Linked DNA regions of Oryzias latipes: region 1 is linked to region 2. Evidence: chromatin contacts called from public Hi-C data. All regions are on one chromosome and are shown on one strand. The core of a region is the stretch at or near the end of the contact, and the rest is flanking DNA. Distances in the headings are between cores, read along the strand shown.

Region 1 (3,295 bases), core at 654-3,153, 50 kb before region 2:
TCCTGGAAGCTCGCTACGGCAACCAACAGAAGCAGCGCCGCAGCCGCACCGCGTTCACAGTGTCACAGCTGCAGGCTCTGGAGAAGGCCTTCCAGCAAACACAATATCCAGATGTTAACATCAGGGAAAGGCTGGCCATGTGCATCAACCTGCCTGAGGCCCGCATTCAGGTGATCACATGCTCTGCCCATCACCTGACTCCCAAAGAAAACCCACAGACTGCTGCAGCAGCTGTGCTGTTTTAGTCTTGTTTAAAGTTAGATATTTTTTAACATTAATTTAGCAATGTATTTTGATGACTGAAACAAAACAGAAATCTAAAAAAAACATTAAAAACATTAGAATAGAAAGAGTCTACATGGCTATTTTCAGTATATTTTGAAATGATAACTAATGCCATTCCCCCCAAATATTTTCATATCTTTACAGTCAGTGTTATTGACGCAGTTCTTCTTCCATTTTTATAATTTTATCTTGCAGAATTTATGGGGTTACAGCCCAGCATTATATAACAGTTATACTGTAATCTGGATAACACAGTAAGATACATAAAATCCATTCACTTTGTACTTTATTTTTTTCCTATTAGCCTTAAAATATTTATTCATGCTTTTGTTTTTTGATGAGTGTTGAATAAAATACTTTAAAATATTCTTCTATTTTCTGTGCATCCTCATCTAGGTTTGGTTCAAAAACAGGAGGGCAAAGTTTCGTAAAGGTCAGAGATGCTCCACCAGCACAAGAGACCAAAATCTAGATGAAAATCAACATAACAGGAAAATGGGTCAGAAGAAAGAGAGGATTGAAGAGGAAAAAGACACCGCAATGTCACAGGCTGGGAGTAACAACCCACTTCCAAATGGTTTGGATGAAACCAAGGATTTGGACTCTGATACCTCTCAATTTTCCCTGCAACTTCACTCTCCTCCACATGTCCCCTTTGTGTCAGGGGTCCACTACAGTCAGCCGCCTCATCATCCTGCTCTGTTTCCTGATGTTGTCTTTCCCCCATTATTTTGGCCCACCATCCAACAGCACAGCTCTCTCTTGGCAGGATCTACATTCAGTTACAAGAAACTGTAGTCCCTTTAGGCTGCATGCTAAAACTGTGTGCCATCCTCAAATGAGATGCTCCTTTTGTGCTAAATCAGTCTGTGAAATCAGTCTGTGTGGAGAACAGATTCTTACATCCAAAAAAAATACAGAAGAAATGAATGACCAAATACTTTTTAAGTCAATTAGGCATTAATATGCCTTAGGAGTATCAAAACTTTTGTCTGTAAGGATCAGCATCCACAGATTCGACTTGTGTACCATAGCAACACTATGAGCACTATGGCATAAAATGTGAAATAAAATTATTTGCACCTTTTTTTGAAAACTCAATTGTCTTTGTTTAATAAAGTTTTTTAAGAAATACCACAGTAGGATAAGGCTCTCAATGCTTTATTTCTGCCTGCTTTAAAAGAAATCTTTTTTTGAACAGTAGAAAAATTATAATATAAGCACAACATTGTTAGATCTCCTTTTTGTAATTTAAAAAACAACAATTATCTCCTTTTGCCTCCTGTTCTATTGTGTACATTTTTAATTAATGAAAACACATTAAACGTCTGCCTGTTCAAGGAGTGACCAGATCAGAATAAAGTGTTATTAAAAGAAAATGTATTTAAACCGTGTTTGAAATAATAAATAATTAAACCAAACAAATATGTTTAATATATCTTTATAAAAGCATAACTTATTTAAAAAAAAAAAAGGGGGGGGGGGGATACTTGTCAACCAAACTCAACCAGTTTAGAGCAGCTTCCTGGATGCTACGTGCGCCTGATGTTTGGTTGTATTCACCAAACCGCTTACGTCGATTTTATTTGCGTACGTGAGGTTAACTCCTATGTGAATGAGAATGACGCTGCGTAGCAAAGGAGGCTTAAAGAGAACCACAGTGGGAAATCATAGCAACTTGAGCACAAGAGAAGCCAAACGGGGGAAAGAAACCAACGAAGGAAGAACCATGACTTCAAACGAGTTTTGAAATATGATATGTTAAGGTAAAACGTCGTACTTTGACGGTCATCATTCTTCAAGAACGGGTGTTTTTGACGACTCGCCGGGGCTGTGTATTTAAATGTTGCTGGTGATGTTGCTAGTTTGCTAAAGGCTATCTTAGAGAGCAAAGCGGTAGGATATCCAGACTAGCCGCTCGTGTGCTATCGGTTGCTCGGATTAAGGAGTTGCCCGGCAGTGGTCCGGCTTGAGCCCATCCAAAGATCTGACCAACAACATTTTTTAGGTAATCAACTCTCTATAATCCAGACATTGTATAAATGAAAAGGATTTGGAACGTGTTCGATGAGTCGAGACCTTTTAATTTTTCAGTTATTAAGCATTTACGAACTAGCTAATGGATATGTATGGACGTGAGTAAAATGATGTATGTATGTGACTTAACGCTTTCAATTACCTAATGTAATTGTATAAGCTAACAGTCAAGATAATATGTGTTTATTTTTTTTAATTTTTTTTTTAATTTGATGGGAGCTTGGCTAACGATAGACGGCTAGTAGCAGTTCTATTTTTTTTTTAGTAGGCGTTGGGCCAAAGAAGATTGTGTTGGTGCTAGCAATGTTAGCTTAGTTCGACGAAGACATTTCCACTTAAAATGCAAAGTAATAGTACCTTGGTAGACAACAGTATTCAAATTAGGCGTGTGAGATTTCAGTTTCTGGGAAATAAATTAGCAGGCACTAATCGATATCAAGCTAGCTAGTAGATAGCTTTAAACTGTCTGGCCTTGTGCGCTCGTAACGCCAGTTTTTAGAAGAGCCTCTTAACAATATATCACAAGTAGTAATGTTGGTTTGTATTTTAAAAATGTATATTAAGAATCAAAATTTAAAAAGTAAGAACTGTGGTGCAAATTGGACGATCTGAATGCTTGAAACGACTCGAAACTAACGCCTAATGACAGCTGTTAGGTACAATTCAGTAGATTTAGTTAGCATGTAGCTTTCAGGAGCGTAAATTCATAAAGGATGCCATTTGTTCTTCAGAAAAGAGACACTTAACGATAGCCTGGCTACTTGTGGGAATTCTCAACTGGATTTCCCATCTTGGTGTAGAGGTGTTTGGTGATTTTTATGTAGCTTTATTTATTATACAATGTTAGGAAACCAACATACGAAGATGGTTTTTTTAAGTTTAGTGATTACTAGTTGACGCTTAGAGATTTGTTTGTTTATTTATGATATATTTTTTTACTGATTAAATAATTTCAACACCAAAAGATATAAAT
Region 2 (3,185 bases), core at 528-3,027:
AGGACAAAAAGCAGCTCCTTAAAGTTTCCTTAATCCTCAGACTAACAAATATATTCCCATGATTTAAAACCATTTAGTGTTTATAAAATTAGTCATTAAGCAAACGGCAGATTTTCAAAAATATGATAATTTCCTTTGTTGATGAAAATATCAAGTGTTGTGTCTGAAGTCTTTTCCTTTCTCCTATTTCTTGGAGGAGGTTGCTACTGTGGACCAATCTGGTCATTGCTCGCTCAGAAATACATTTTTTGCAGTCCATCCAGTGGTTAAGATTTGTGGCTTTAGTTTTGTACCAAATGTACTTTTTGGAGGGGTTTGGCAGAAAAATTAATTGGAACTTTATTTGAATACAGCCTTTTCCTAATTTTGCACATTTTAAGAAAGAAAAATATAAAACTGTTTATAAGATTTTTTAAACAAAAAGCTTATAGACCATGCTGCCATTAGGTTTTAGAATACATTTTTTAAAGGATAAAAAATGCCGAAATGCTGTGCTCATTACATCCTCAAGGCTGGTTTTGGGTTTTATGAAATGCAAGATATTTGATGTTTCATGCTTGCCTGCAACAACAGGAACAATGTTTGTCTTTTTGTTATTTGTTCTGGTCGTTTGAGAAGCTCAAGTGCACACGTCCGGTGAAGTTCTCGTAAGACTTTCCTGGAGCAGTCCATTCCTGAGAAACATAAAAACAATTTATGCCAGACTTTTAGTAAGGGTGTAAATGGCTGCTAGTTAGTTAGCTCAATGAAGAGAAAAACAAACATTTGGAGAAAGAACTTTTTTTTAGAAGATATTGATGAACAAAAGAAGTAGCCATACACATATTCAGTGTGCAGCCCCACACAATTTTCCCCAATTCTCACACGTTTAAGCAAAGCTTGTTGTACTACATATGAAACCAATGTTGGACCAATGTGAAGTTTGTTCCGTCCAGTAGCTGGACAGACATTTCAAAGCGGAGAGCCTCTTATGCTGGACAGATTTTATTGATAAACACTGTTTGGGTTTCTACTCTTTAGACAATCAAGGTGTATATTTGTATACACTCCTTTTAAAATTGAGGCCAAACTTTATTTTTAAGCATTATTTATTTTCCTTTATTGACTTGAAATAAAAAAATGACTTAATTGTAATCATAGGATCCTGCCAGTGGGAATGTAGAGCTATCCTTTCAAGGGGATTGCTCCTGTGAAACATTCAGGTTTGTAATAACGTTAGCATCTGCAGGGATCCTGCTCAAGCACTTGTCGTTTGATTTCAATCAATGTGAGAAAAACTAGAAAACCCCTATAAAGATCAAAAGAAGAAATCTTTGACTTTAGAGGCCTCAGTTAGCCACAGCAGTTGCCACAGCCACAGCAGTTGAAGAAAAAGATGGAAAGAAGCTCCAATTTCCCCATTTTACAATCCAGGCTTAAACTTTGTGACAGAGTGTCACCTGAGGGGATTTTGAGTCTCTGCACAGGGCCAAAAAATAGATTGGTAACCTTACAAAGGAGCAATTACCTTTTTTTTTCTTCACAAACTTTAACTCAATAAAAGTTGTTTGATTATTTTCTCACTATGGTACAATTTATCCCATTTTTGAATCTAGCATAGATTGATTTTGTAATTATTAAAAAAGTTGTGAAAGGGAATTTTTTGCTTTTTATGGCTTTGTTTTGCCTCATAATGACAGTGTTATGCTGGGTTGGCCTGACATGGGACATGCCTCTGTTCAGGAGTACAGCAAGGCTCGGGTGGCTCGGATGACCTCACAAACGGCCTTCATTGAGCTTGGCCAGGGTGGGGTGGGGGAGGCATTGTCTCTAGTGGGTGATATCACCAGAGCGGATTCCAGAGGGTCTGTCTGTGTACTGAAATGTTCCACAGCTAGAGAGAGAGAAAACCTCCATGGATTAAAACAGCGGTTTGAAAGTGCACAACAGTCAATTGATGGTCAGTAAAAAAACAAACAATTGTGTCCTCAAAAGAATGTTACATGTAAATAAAGGGATTTAACTTGTAATTCATTTATTTGATAGTAATGATACATCCAACCAAGAAGAAATAGTAAAGAGGATAGTTAATAGTTTTTTTAGTCCAAGTGATTCAGATTTTGGTGATCATTCCTGAAACAGAAAGTACAAATTCTGTCATTTTCAACCAAAAATTCTTACCTTTAACAGTAAAGACTAGGTTCAGATAAATAGCAAAAAGCAGGTAGACTAACCTACTTACAGTTGCAGTTGACCCGACATGTCACCCGACTTTATTTGGCTTTTTATGATACCAACGATGTAAAAGGGAGATCAGAGAAGACCAGTCTTAGGAATCTGAGCAATGATTTATATGTGATACAGAAATATGTACAGAAAAAAGAAGTCCATAAGTCTTTGTCGGTTAGGCTCTAGGCTAATGACGTCTTGGATGCGTGGGATAAGCTTGGACCATAGATACACAAACACCAGAATCTAGATGCTGATGGGGGCCAGATGATGGCAAAACACTGCTCCAGGTGGAGAACAGGGCTGGCGAGCCGACTAGAATGCAGAGACAGCCATCCATAAACTTAAAGGCAAAAATATGACATGGATTGGCAGATGGGAAAAGTAGGGCAATTTAGGTACTGACTCAGAATGATGGCATAACAATGAGTGGCATGCAGAGGGAAGTAACAATGACCCAGATTTCTTGGAAATTGTGCCAAAGCTTCACTAACATTTATTCCTTGGAAATGAGAATGTTTCTGTTTTCTGCTCCTGCAGTAAATGTATTACTTTTGATATTTAATTTAAATATTTAAAACATAAATTCTGGACGTTTTTTTGAGTCATAATTCAAGGTCATATGCAATTCTCAATTGAATCTGTAATTAGCAATTTGATCATGCATTTTTTAATTGACAACTCAATATGCAATTTAGTATGGGAAGATGAAAATTCATTTTACAATTTAGAATGTTTTAGAATTGAATGTGACAGTGTAAAAAATAAACTACTAAAACTAAAATGAAATCAATTGCATTTTAAATTGTCATTGTTTTTTTCTGCATCCTCGTGATGTGATGCATGGGAGACAGGAAACATGTTTCTACAACAGACGTGTCTGGAACTGAGAGGAGGAAAGCTCTTCCATCCTCTGCGTTAGGATGTTCCAAAGTCAGATTTCAAGTAGGAAGTTACAGGTGGGTTTTAGCAAATTA

What was found. A called contact is a pair of places that touch in the nucleus more often than the background predicts.
Region 1: a contact with region 2 is called in a Hi-C map of gastrula embryo, with 1.9 times the contacts expected there. The contact joins the promoter of LOC101172235 here to the enhancer-like site in region 2. A contact is called at or near these places in 2 of 5 Hi-C or Micro-C datasets (embryo and gastrula embryo).

Annotation. Positions count from the first base shown.
Region 1 is chr4:14,749,637-14,752,931 of ASM223467v1, reverse strand. It overlaps LOC101172235 (casein kinase I), which reads left to right and starts at 1,903. Exons shown (of 11, transcript XM_023954289.1): 1 at 1,903-2,051. LOC101169682 (diencephalon/mesencephalon homeobox protein 1-B-like) reads left to right here. Exons shown (of 5, transcript XM_011474058.3): 3 at 1-170; 4 at 481-539; 5 at 682-1,631. The coding sequence ends at 757.
Region 2 is chr4:14,699,258-14,702,442 of ASM223467v1, reverse strand. All of the region lies in intron 4 of LOC101169436 (occludin), which reads left to right. Among protein-coding and RNA genes, the nearest start is that of LOC101169436, 13 kb to the left of the region's middle. Within about 2 kb of position 1,777, at least 4 of the 8 cell types and tissues checked have an H3K27ac peak or open chromatin away from gene starts, as enhancers often do. A contact at or near this core is called in gastrula embryo, where this site is marked.